2 separate regions of the Mus musculus genome follow, and region 1 is linked to region 2. Evidence: chromatin contacts called from public ChIA-PET data. All regions are on one chromosome and are shown on one strand. The core of a region is the stretch at or near the end of the contact, and the rest is flanking DNA. Distances in the headings are between cores, read along the strand shown. Region 1 overlaps Hlcs (holocarboxylase synthetase (biotin- [propriony-Coenzyme A-carboxylase (ATP-hydrolysing)] ligase)). Region 2 overlaps Gm30881 (a long non-coding RNA gene).

Region 1 (5,880 bases), core at 2,799-5,298, 410 kb before region 2:
CTCTCACTGAGCCCGGGAGTTTGTGGGATCATCTAGACTCCCTGATCCGGGAGCCGCAGGGTCCGTTCATCTCCACCTCCCCAGCGCTGCGTTTATGTGAGGCTGGGATCCAAACGTCTGAGTGGCAGGCATGGGACCTGTAAGAGTTCCAGAGGCAGGACTCACCTCTTACTGTGACAGTGACAGTTTAATGGTCATAGTATGTACTGTTTGGATGACATTTCACTGGAGTCGGCTTTCCAGGCTTCTCACATCTTGGTACCGGAGGCAGTTTGTAGGTGTGGCAGGCTGATGAGGACAGAGCTTTGCTCCTCCTTGCTGCTGGAAGGGAGAGAGCAGGATGCCCCCAGGGGTCAGGTCCTGGTGAGGACCCACCCTGCACATAGCTGCCTTCAGACAGCGGGAGTGGGTGAGAGCCCCTTCTTCAAAGCACCGACCCCATCCTCAAGCCCCACCGTGTAACCTCATCCTCCCACAGGCCCCGCCTCCTCGCACCATCACTGCAGGGATGAGCTCGGGTCAGGGAAGGTGAAGACACACAGAAAAGTGCACCATTGAACCTGGCACACACCGGCCTTTACTGTACCAGAGAGTGCTGGTGAAGGTAACCCGCAACCAACTCAGCGGAGTCTTCCGGAGAGGCGAGGTGCTCAGCCCAGCAAGGCCTAGGGCAGTGCTGTTGAAACTTCTCAGCTCACAGCTGGGCCTTCTGAATCCTCTCAGTGGTGAGGTCTGAGCCCTTCAGGTAGTCTTTGCTGAAGCTGTGTGGTTGCCCTGGGTGCCTTGCTGCGGCACCGAGGCTCTGTAGCTGCACCCAAGGCGGATCTTGTGGGTTGTGTTGTTCTGGGATAATGGATAGGCCCAGCACATCCTCCATCAGGTTGCTCCCACTTTTTCTACGCAGGGCCCCTTTCCAACGGGGGATTTCAGTGCAGCCCCAGGTATTAAAGTATATCAATGTGAATTAAGCACTTACTAAGAATAAATCATAAAGCAAGTTGTCTAAAAACAGTTCCTTCGTGTGCATATAATTTTACTGTTGATTTAATGCAAAAGAAAACGTGCCCACTAATGAGAATCATAATAGGCTTATTTGGTTTTGCAAAAAAGACAGATTTTGGCTGAGTATTTGATACTGTAGGACATATTTTTCACAGTTGATTGATACTTTGATTCTCTAGTCATCAGTGCTGAGAACACTGTTTTGCTTAAATACAAAAAGACAGAGTTTGCTCAGGGCCAGTTCAGAGATGGCTGGAAGTTCTGTCCTAATTCCAGGTCGAAATTTACAGAGCAGTGTTTTCCAATGCAGCTCAACTCAAATAGAAAGTTTCGAACCAGGCATTCTAACACAATCAAAAGATAGACTAATCCGAGGCCTGCCAAGATGGCTCAGTGCGTGGCAGACGTGGCTTCCAAGTCTGACGACTGAATGCGATCCCGGCAGCCCTCATCCCAGGCGGAGAGCACTGGCTCCTTCATGATGTCCTCTAACTTCCACGTGCCCAGATGCCGCACAAACATGTGTGACAAATAGGTGAATGTAATATGTTAAAAAAATTTCTAACTTGATACTTGCCGAGATACAAGGATGGCAGGCAAATATAAAAAGTCTTGGTTTTCATAATTAATCTACTGAGTAGAAACGTCTGTATGTACCACTGCAGTTCATAATGTGCTATGTCAAATACAATATGCTAGCGTCAAAGCCGAGATGTGGCCAGTCTCTCTCTCTCTTGCAGTTACTGGAGTTCTGTGCTGTGGTGGTGTGCGTGCACATGGCGAAGAGGGTTGTATGTTCAGAACCATGTCCACTGTGACATTGAAGGGTGAACCAAGCTGAGTCCTGACAGAAACACCTTGGGCTCACTGAGTGTTTGATTCTGAGTTAATCTTGGGTTCATCATGTATTCAGAGACCTTTTATTGTTGCCAAATTTTGTGTGGCTTCAGTGTTTCCAGACACAGCTGAAGAGCTGTGTGTTAGACCGTTAGCCCCTAGCAAATGGGTAACTTTACACTACTTCCTTCTGTGCGTTGTATACTCGGTAATCATTTGCTTGGTTTTATTTAAAGCTCAGCCACTCAATTAATACCTTGTGAGCTCCAGCAGGACACAGGTACCAGTTAGTGGGGTGAGGTGCTTGTACCTAATTATCAGAACTGTATAAACCTGATGTGGCCTCACACACCTGTAACCACAGTGCAGGTAGTTCAGGATCACAGTTACATGGTGAGTTTAAGGCTAGCCTGTCTCATATGAAGCAAAGAAAGAAGTAAAAAGAAAGAAAAAAAAAAAGAGAGAGAGAGAAACAGCCAAGGGCTGGAGAGATGGCTCAGAGGTTAAGAGCACTGACTGCTCTTCCAGAGGTCCTGAGTTCAATTCCCAGCAACCACATGGTGGCTCACAACCATCTATAATGGGATCCGATGCCACCTTCTGGTGTGTCTGAAGACTGCGACAGTGTAATCACATGGAATAAATAAATCTTTAATAAAGAGAAACAGCCAATAAGGGAATCAATCTGGAGGACGTGGTTAAAACCTCATCCTTGTAGCTCACGCTCATCTTAGAGAAAGAAGCTATAGAGGCGGCTGCCATTTACAAGTGACCTGAACCCCTCTGGTGGCTGGAAGTGTTTTATCTGGAGTCTATAGGGTACAGACAAGTTAGCCCATAGTAACAGAGCCATGACCTGACCTGGGCCAACCCGGATATGCTCACTAGACATCTGGCTATGTCCTGGCAAGTCAGCCAGGGATGTTTGGCTACTGGGGCCCAGGCCAGATCTCATGACTTCCCATGAGTTGTGAAAATGTCAGGTTCGTCGGTGCCTGTTCATGCCACTAGGAAAGGTAGCTGTGTGCTCGGCCCTTTGCAGGGAGGGCATGTGGTGTGAAGGTGGAAGGTTGGTCGGCAGTCGTTTAATCTGTTTGTCTGTAACCAAGATGATCGCATTCCTTTCTTGGAGAGTACACACAGCCAGCCATTGATGTGGAAACTGAGAAAAAGCAAGACTCGGAATATTTAGAGTTTTTCTTTAATGCTTAACATGATTTCTGACCAGCATGAGATCCGGTTGTACTTCTGGTCCTAGGTGGACACATCACTGGGTGGCGAGCCTAAGACTACTCCCCGAGAAGGCTGTGAGCCTACAGCCAGGGGAGGCTGTGAGTAGGTCTACAGGTCTGGTGCAGTCAGACACATGTGATAAGAAAAACTTCTCAAACGTTGGTTTAGGGGTTAACACGAGTCCTAATTAGGAACAGTTTAGACAGGTTTAGAATGGCGTGTTCACGAGTGTGTTCTCGGAGGTGTGACCACTCACTCACCTGTGTCCACGTAGTATGGAGACAGAGGCTGAGCAGTGGGTGGGTTTACAAATGCATTGTATTAAAACCCTGTAAATGTGTAAAGAAAAAATAACTGTAATATCGTGTTGGGTAATGAAGCAGCTATTTCCCCTGTTTGTTAGGTCGCCTCTCCTCACTTCCTCTTTCCTGAGTTTGTTTTAAGGCTTATTTACAACCTTTGTTTTTCTTTCAAATAAAACACCTGTTTTGGAGCAAGAGCTTCATGGTTCTCACCTGCCCCTTACCAGGTTCTTATACGCGGGCACACCTCGGGGACAGAGAGGTCTGTTTCTGCATGGAGGGTATTCCGTCACTTGGAGAGCCCAAAGCCACATACTTTCTGCGTTGCACAAGAAGTCATTCATCATTTTCAGTTTAGACAAAATGCTAACACTCCCCGAAGAGTATTCAAATTAGCAAGGAGAAGGGTGAGGTCAGTGGCTGGTAGAGGAGCTTCTCCTAGGCCGTGGGAAGGGCATGGGGAGCAGGAAGAGTCCAGAGAGGATGGGAGCCTAGTCCTGCCTGTGGGTTCCAGAGGTCACCGGAATGGTAATGGAGTTTTCACAGTTTGGAGCTGGAGAATGTGTGTGTATGTGTGCAGCGTTTACCCAAAACCGAAAGTGCCTGGTGGGGCAGGTGGCCATGTTAACAGCCTGGAAACCTTGGGCTACTTTTAACAGCCTGGGGTGCAAAGTGACTCTCTCAGCCTGTCTGGGCCAGCTTCCTTGTTTGTAAGGTGAGAGGGCTATGCTGTATCTGTGGCTTAAGAATGTCTAATATTGCAATTCTTTCTTTTTATTCTTTTCTCATATATCACATCCCAACCACAGTTCTCCCTCCCACCCCATGCCTCCCCGTCTCTTCCTCCCCACCTCTGCCTCTCCTCAGAAAAGATCAGGTCTCCCAGGGACATCAACCCACCAGAGTCATTACAGTAAGACCTAGCACATATCATTACGTCTAGGCTGGACAAGGCAGCCAGTAGGAGGAAAAGGGTCCTACAAGTAGGCAAAAGAGTCAGGGACAGCCCCACCCCCACTGTTAGGAGCTTATTTTGTTTGTTTTTTTGTTTTTTGTTTTGTTTTTGTTTTTTGTTTTTGTTTTTCGAGACAGGGTTTCTCTGTGTAGCCCTGGCTGTCCTGGAATTCACTTTGTCGACCAGGCTGGCCTCGAACTCAGAAATCCGCCTGCCTCTGCCTCCCGAGTGCTGGGAAGGAGCTTATTTTTTTAAGTAATAAACTCCTTCTCAAATGAGGTAAATACAGGAATCTACATACAAGTAGCCACAGGGGCTTTCCCAGCCTTAGGGCTTGCATGGAGGCTGGACAGGAAGGTACCTGAAGTCCTTCAGGCTGGGATACTCCCTTGCTGGCTGACTTCTTTTATTTTGAGCTCTCACGTTCTCTCCTTTAAGCCCTTTATGCCTCCTGGAGGTGCTGTTCAGTCGGAAGGTAAACTCGCTTTTCCCTGCGGATGTTCCATGCCACGGGAGAGTCTTATTCACAGCACACGGTGTCATGCGAAGTTCTCGACTTCTCCAGGGTTGCCCTAGGGACGGATGGCCAGAACTCCCTCTGGCACCCAGGGAAATCTGCGTGGGCCCCGTGGCCCTCTCATACTAAGTAGCCACTGTCGTGGGTGGAAGTGGGGAGCAGTTGTCTGGGTGAATGTTTAAATGCTTCCCCTGGAAGGAACTGTGTCCTGGGGTCACTTCCAAGCCAAACAGCCAGACTTTGGGGGAGCTGGGATGGCCCAGTGTGGTAGTACCCACCTGCCATCTCAGCTTTTGGGAGGCAGAGGCTGGAAGATTGGGAACCCAAGGCTGTCTTCAAGTGTGTAGTAGATTCCAAGACCAGCTTGGAATATGTGAAGCCCTGTCTGAATACTGGTTAAATAACTGGTTGGCTGTTTAAGTCAGTAACTCCATGGACTGCAGAGGAGTTGGTGGCACTGCAGTAAGAACTCAGCTGCCCTGGGAGCCGCCCCGGCCCACAGAGCCATCTGGAGGCTTGAGAGGCCCAGGACGGTGGAGGGAGGGGAAAGTTCAGCAGAGGGGGAGGACGCTGTCTCAGGTGAGGTCTTACTAACATTTTAGACCTTAGAGTTCCTTCCAAGCTTGTTTGGCTGGTCAGCAGGTAACACCTAGGCTCTGCCTGGCCCCATGAGGGAGGGTCCTTATGCTTGGAACGAGGTGCAGAGTGCGAGGTAGAAGCTTATGCAAGTTCTGCCTTCTCCCTTTTCTGGAGCTTTTAATCCTCTCTCCTTCGTTTAGTGTCCTCTCCACTTTTGAAAACAATCCATGGAGCTTTGTCATCTCAAACGAACCAAACAAGATATAATCTGACTTTTAGCTTTCCTCGATATCTGTAGAGGAGATCCAAGATGCTTGGGTGTTGTGATCCGCGACTGTGAATCTCAGGCGAGAACCTGCACTCCTGCGGGAGGCCCGTAGAATGCTTGCACAGCCCTTATTTTGGGCCCTTTTTTCCTCCTTTCACCGGTGGCTGCCAACCTTAGGGGCATTTGT
Region 2 (5,886 bases), core at 2,855-5,354:
GGCTATACAGAGAAACCCTGTCTCGAAAAAAAAACAAAAACAAACAAACAAACAAACAAACAAAAATTACAGTTATAAAGTAGCCACAAAATAATTTTAGGGTTGGGGATCACTACGACGTGAGGAACTCTATTAAAGGGTCGCAGCATTGAGAAATGTTGGGAACCCACGGTTCTACTGAGTCACAGTTACTGTAAATAATGAATCATTGATTGGAAGAAAGACATAACCCATGAAAGGTGGAGAGTGGGAACCTTCAGGCCTTGGACCCACCAGAGGTGCCTCCCTTGAGAGGAAGATGGAGGCTGCCTCTGTTCCAGGGAAATTCCTCCTGGAGCTGCCAGAGCCAAAGTCACTCTGGGTGTGTGGAGGGAAGAGGGGGGCCTGAAGAAGAAGAGACTAACCCCACCCCCATCTTGGGTATTGTGGTTATATAAAGATAAACAGATATTAAGATATGTTCTATGGGGGGTGGTGAGGTATGGGGGAAGGGGTACCTCAGTGGGCTCACGCCAAAACATCCCTTCACCCTGAGGGACCAGCCACATGCATAGAATAGAGTTTATTTAGGGCATGGGGAAGGGAGTTAAGAGGGTAGTAGAGGCAGAGAAAGGCAGAGAGGGGGAGAGAGTAGAGAAGTAGAGGCCAGCCATGACCATGTGGAGGGGTGCGGGGGGAAGGGAATGGGGAGAGAAGGGGTGAGAGGCAAGAGAGTAAAGAACAAGAGAGGAGAGAGGAGGGGCAAACAGCCCCTTTTATAATGGCCCAGGACTATCCGGTTGATGCCAGGTAACTGGGGAGGAGCATACTCGGCTGCTGCCAGGAACGGTGGCGGTGGAGTTTAGACAGAATACCAACACTGGGAACTATATCCACCTTCCTGTGCACACAGGAGAGTGAGATTGCTGCTCCTGCACTTGGGGCCAGGGGAGGCACCCCCAGAATCCAGGCAAGGAGGAGTGGCACTGTCCCAGGGAGCCCGAGCAAGGAGTAAGACAGAGGGGACAAAGTTAGTCAGAGCCAGGAACGAGCATGCTGGAAGGAGATAAAGATGGAGTTTCTAGGTGGTGGTGGAGGGGAGAGGGAGTCCAAGGTATAAAACTACATGCCCCCCAGCAAGGCAAGTGCACTATGTCCTCATCCCTGGGTGTGGTCATGGGCTAAGACGGCCATACAGAGAGGGATGTCAATTTCTTCCCACAGGGCTGAGAGAACAGGTGGAGGTTTTAGGTTTCTCTGGCCAAGCCAAAAGGATTTGGTCCCTAACAAGAGGCTATGGGTCTTGAGCCAGGAAGGTGGGTCTTGCCCAGAGAAAGCCGGTGCTCAGTATATCCACAGTGGCTCACCAAGCCCTCCCAGAAGCCTTTCAGCACCTCAACAGTATCTGGGTATTGCTCTCTCCCCTTCATTTTTAGCTATGCTCCCTCAACAAACAGAACTGAGAGAAACATACAGAGACAGAAGGACACCCGGCAATAACGACGGTTGGGTTTGGGGTGGAAGCTGAGAGAACTCACTTCAGAGAGAGAAGCTTGGAATAAAAGAAGCGTTGCTCTCTGCCTGCAGGGAGGCAGCCAGTTCAGGAGCGGGACTCTGTCCCCAGTGGGAGACTGTACACCGTTTTTAAAGGATGGGAACACAAAGTGAGGGAGAGCAGGGTGGCTGTTGCATCGACAAATCATGTTTTGACACAAGGCGTTAAACGAGGAAGTTAATTTTGGTGACTAGGTCATTTCCAGATCATGTGGTTTCAGGGTCCTCAGACAGCGTTTGTATCCAGGTCCCCTCCTGGACTCTGACCTAAAGTCTGTAGCAATAAAGGAACAAAGGAGTGGGCAAGCGGCCCCACAGTCAATTAATCAAGACAGGCAGCACATTTACGACTTGTGTGCCTGAGTTAGATAGCAGGATAAGGGAAACTTCCCTCTGCAAGTCCTTCACTGGTTAACAGACAAATGTGAAACATCTGAAGAAGAAGGTTAGGAGCCTGCAAATATGATCTCACTTTTTCGTTCCTGCTTCCAGGTAGACTTTGTTCCTGAGATGGTTGGACTCGGGAAACTATCTCCTAACGGAGACAAGCAGAAGTGACCATCATGCACTGAGACCAGGGACTCCAATGACAGCTCATGCAGATCCCAGAGGAATTTGGGCTTTGTCCTGCCTTCCTGAGGTGTCCTGTGCAGAAGGTGTCATAAACAGGCTCACTTCTGAAGGGGATTGATCCAGGAGACTTTCTGTAGCATCCTGTTTAGGGCAGAAACGTTGGGAGCCTATGGATCTATAGGAGCAGAGAAGTTCCTGGGACTCAAGAATGTCTCATGGTATATACCCCATAGGAACAATATTTCTCAGGACATCTAAGGCCCCCTGGTGTCCTGGTGTGTCAATGTCTGGAATCTTGCTGCTACCTCCAGAATGTTGGAGGTAAGTCCACCAGAGAACATACACACTCCTTTTTATTTTTTTAAGATGTATTTATTTTATTTGTATGAGTACACTGTAGCTGTCTTCAGAAACACTAGAAGAGGGCATTGGGTCCTATTACAGATTTTTTTTGTTTTTTTGTTTTTTTGTTTTTTTTTTTTTCCCTCACTGTAGAGAAGAACGTTAGGACAAGCAATATGAAGCAGAGTTGCAGTTTATGACACAGATTAAGCACGGGGGTTAATACAAAGAGAGGCACTCTGGGAAAGTCTAATACAACTGTGGTGGATGGGCTTCTCAAGGGAGAGTCGCATCTGTGGACCCTGTGGCTCTCTCAGTTACATTGTCCCCCCCACCCTTGTCGTCCCCCGTCATCGTGCCCCCCCCGCCCCCCCCCCCCTGCCAAGACAGGGTTTCTCTGTATAGCCCTGGCTGTCCTGGAACTCACTTTGTAGACCAGGCTGGCCTCGAACTCAGAAATCCACCTGCCTCTGCCTCTGCCTCCCAAGTGCTGGAATTAAAAGCATGTGCCACCACGCCCCGGCCAGTTACATTGTTTAAAGAGCATAATTTACTACCCATCTGAAAAAGGTTAAACAAAGCTTAAACCTTAAGAAAAAGCTTTGTGCTTGTTGACTTGATTTCCTTCTGACTTTCCTTTTGTGAACGGAACTGTTCCCATGGCTCCTGGAAGTGTGTAGCTAGGTTTTAGACACAGTATCAACAGGTTGAAACTCAGGGTTACAAATCTTCTGACCCCAAGTGAGCACAGTATGGATGTAAGAAGAAACGAGAATGGAAAGAATGTGATTGCTCCTATGTATGGTAGAGGAGGAGGTTTATCATCATCATCATCATCCATTATTATTATCACTGAGGTAGGGTTTCTCTGTGTAGCCCTGGCTGTCTTAGAACTCACTCTGTAGACCAGGCTGTTCTCAAACTTTCAGAGATCTGCTTGTCTCTGCCTTCCGAGGGCTGGGATTAAAAGTCTGCTCCACAACGCCCGGCAGGAGAAGGTTTATTACAGATAAAAGGGACGGCATAATCAGAGGCAGGGACTTCCGGAAGAGCCTAGAGTGGACACCTGATTCTGAGCCATGTGAGAGGAGGGAGGACTCAGGAAGGGAGAGGAGAGAGAAGGGAGCCGGCTGTAATATCCAGGATGTCCAAAAGAGGAGCAGTAACCAAGATGGTTGGATTCTCTAGGGATGAGCAGCAGCCCAGTCAGCTGGACTAGAGAAGTTTAGGGGAGGGGGGAGGGCATGCAGACCAAAGGATTCTGGGAGAACCTGGGAGCCAAGTTCACTTTGATATGTTAAGAAGGCATCTCAAGCGTTTGTTTTTGCTATGTGTGAGCTGTCTTTAGGAACATATATTATCTCTGCAGATATGTGGCTTTTTACCAGTGGCATTGAGTGGTATTCCTTGACACTCATCAAGGAAGGCAACTGGCTCCCAGGTTCAGTGGATTGGCCCCATTCTACTTCATTTCCTTCTGTGCCTTCCTCCTCCTCTATGCTGTGGCCCCAGCTTTGGCGGGTTTCCAGGAAGTCAGAGATGGGTGGTGTGGCCCAAGAAACCAGAACAAACCAGCTTTCGCTGTAGCTGTAGCGGATGCCTCTTTCCTGTTCCGCTTTCTCGGAGCTGAGGTTGAGAGTGCAGAGTTCTAAAGTCTGAGAGAGTTTGGTTTCAGTTCCTGGCTCTGCTCTGAGCCTTGGCTCTGCTGCCTTAGAAATGCTAACAGGACAGTAAGAATCGAAACCTTGCAAGTGAGGCGGGCCCGGTAGGAGGGATCTCTTCATGCCTGCACACACAGCCTTCACTCACACCAACACCCTTGAAGGTCTTTGTCTCCTAAACGCTGGCCTGTTAGAAGAATACCAAGAGTGTTGCTATTTGTGCCTGTTACCCTCGGCCAGCACCGCCCCTGCCAAAACACTGCTTGTCTCAGTGTAGTGGTTCTTTGGGTCAATTTCACCACTTCTGGGAGGAATTGAACTGGCTTCAATGTGGGTATTGAAACTCGTTCATTAGGAAGAAAGAAAATATCAACCCGAGGCACCGAGAGCCTGGAGATGTGGCTGGGTTGGCAGAGGGCTGGCTTAGCCCTGGGTTTGAGCTCCTTCCTATACAGAGTGGTCATGAGAATCATCGCACACAGCTGTGATCATCACATGTAAAAGGTGGAGGCAGGAAGATAGATGACTCCGTACCAAAAACAAAACAAAACAGACAAAACAAAACCTAGAAGCTGAGGTATGGACGTCTGCCAGGACAGAGCATGCTGTGAAAGCCAATCAAGCTCAGTTAGCCCGAGCCCTCACGCCACCCTTCAGGCCTTTGCCGCAGGGAACATCTGCATGCACATCTTCTTTGTGATGCCTTTTAAAAAAATTTCCCCTTGGATAAGTTTATGTAGGAGGAACCGGTAATAAATATAGATTAAGTAGTATGTGTTTGCAGAAATCGGTAAAGCTCTTTTAGATACCTGTTAGGTCACAGGTCCTCCATTTGTTTAGAAATCAGCTCAAACTAGACTATAGGGTTTGTGGTGGTTAGAAAAAAGCCAGCCAGCATTTCTCTGGAACTTGTGAAATGGGCTTTCCATCCCCCCCCCCCCCCGCCCCCAAGAGGCCCTCCCCAAGCTGTGCACTCCCTTGTCTTTACAGCCCTATGCTTGGTCCTCCCTGAGGTCTTACAGCCCCCTCCCCACTCCCCGCCCCTCACACCTTTCTCTCCTCTAGACACTTCCAAATGCCTCTGGATTGTCCCCCCCCCCCCCAAAAAAAAACCCACAAAACAAAACACACCTTTCCCCTAATGGAGCAGTCATGTTGGCAGTTTCTTTACTGCACCCCATTGCATAGCATATGATATCAAGAAGAGAAAAGGTGCTTGTCTTACTTAGGATTTCTATTGTTAGGATGAAATGTCATGACCAAAAAGCAAGTTGAGAAAGAAAGTGTTTATCTGGCTCACGATTCCATATCACTGCTCATCATCAAAGCAAGTCAAGGACCAGAATTCAAACTGGGCAGGAGCTGACTGCCTGGGGCGGAGGCTGACGAGGGCTGGGGGCTGACGGGGACCGGGCTGACGGAGTCAGAGGACACGGAGGGTGCTGCTCACTGGCTTGCTCCTCATGGATTGCTCGGCTCTGCTTTTTTGCTGGGCCCTCCTCCATCAATTGCTAATTGAGAAAATACCCTACAGCTAGATTTTTTTTTTTTTTGGAATTATTTATTTTATATATGTGAGTGCACTGTAGCTGTCTTCAGACACACCAGAAGATGGCTTTGGATCCCATCACAGATGAACTCAGCGCTCTTAACCGCTGAGCCATGCCTCCAGCACCTACAGCTAGATCTTGTTAAGGTATTTCCTCCTCTCAGATGACTTTGACTTTAACAAGTTGACATAAAACTAGCCAGCTCAGTGCTAAATTTGTAAGCAGAC

What was found. ChIA-PET counts read pairs in DNA pulled down with a chosen protein or histone mark.
Region 1: an RNA polymerase II ChIA-PET map of memory CD8 T cells shows a contact between it and region 2, with 7 read pairs. The contact joins two enhancer-like sites. A contact is called at or near these places in 2 of 115 datasets of contacts at active chromatin or transcription factors (kidney and memory CD8 T cells).

Annotation. Positions count from the first base shown.
Region 1 is chr16:94,221,064-94,226,943 of GRCm38.p6, reverse strand. The region is part of intron 6 of Hlcs (holocarboxylase synthetase (biotin- [propriony-Coenzyme A-carboxylase (ATP-hydrolysing)] ligase)); the gene reads left to right. Among named protein-coding and RNA genes, the nearest start is that of Hlcs, 66 kb to the left of the region's middle. Within about 2 kb of position 4,048, at least 99 of the 459 cell types and tissues checked have an H3K27ac peak or open chromatin away from gene starts, as enhancers often do. A contact at or near this core is called in memory CD8 T cells, where this site is marked.
Region 2 is chr16:93,814,764-93,820,649 of GRCm38.p6, reverse strand. The region is part of intron 1 of Gm30881 (a long non-coding RNA gene); the gene reads left to right. Among named protein-coding and RNA genes, the nearest start is that of Morc3, 14 kb to the left of the region's middle. Within about 2 kb of position 4,104, at least 237 of the 459 cell types and tissues checked have an H3K27ac peak or open chromatin away from gene starts, as enhancers often do. A contact at or near this core is called in memory CD8 T cells, where this site is marked.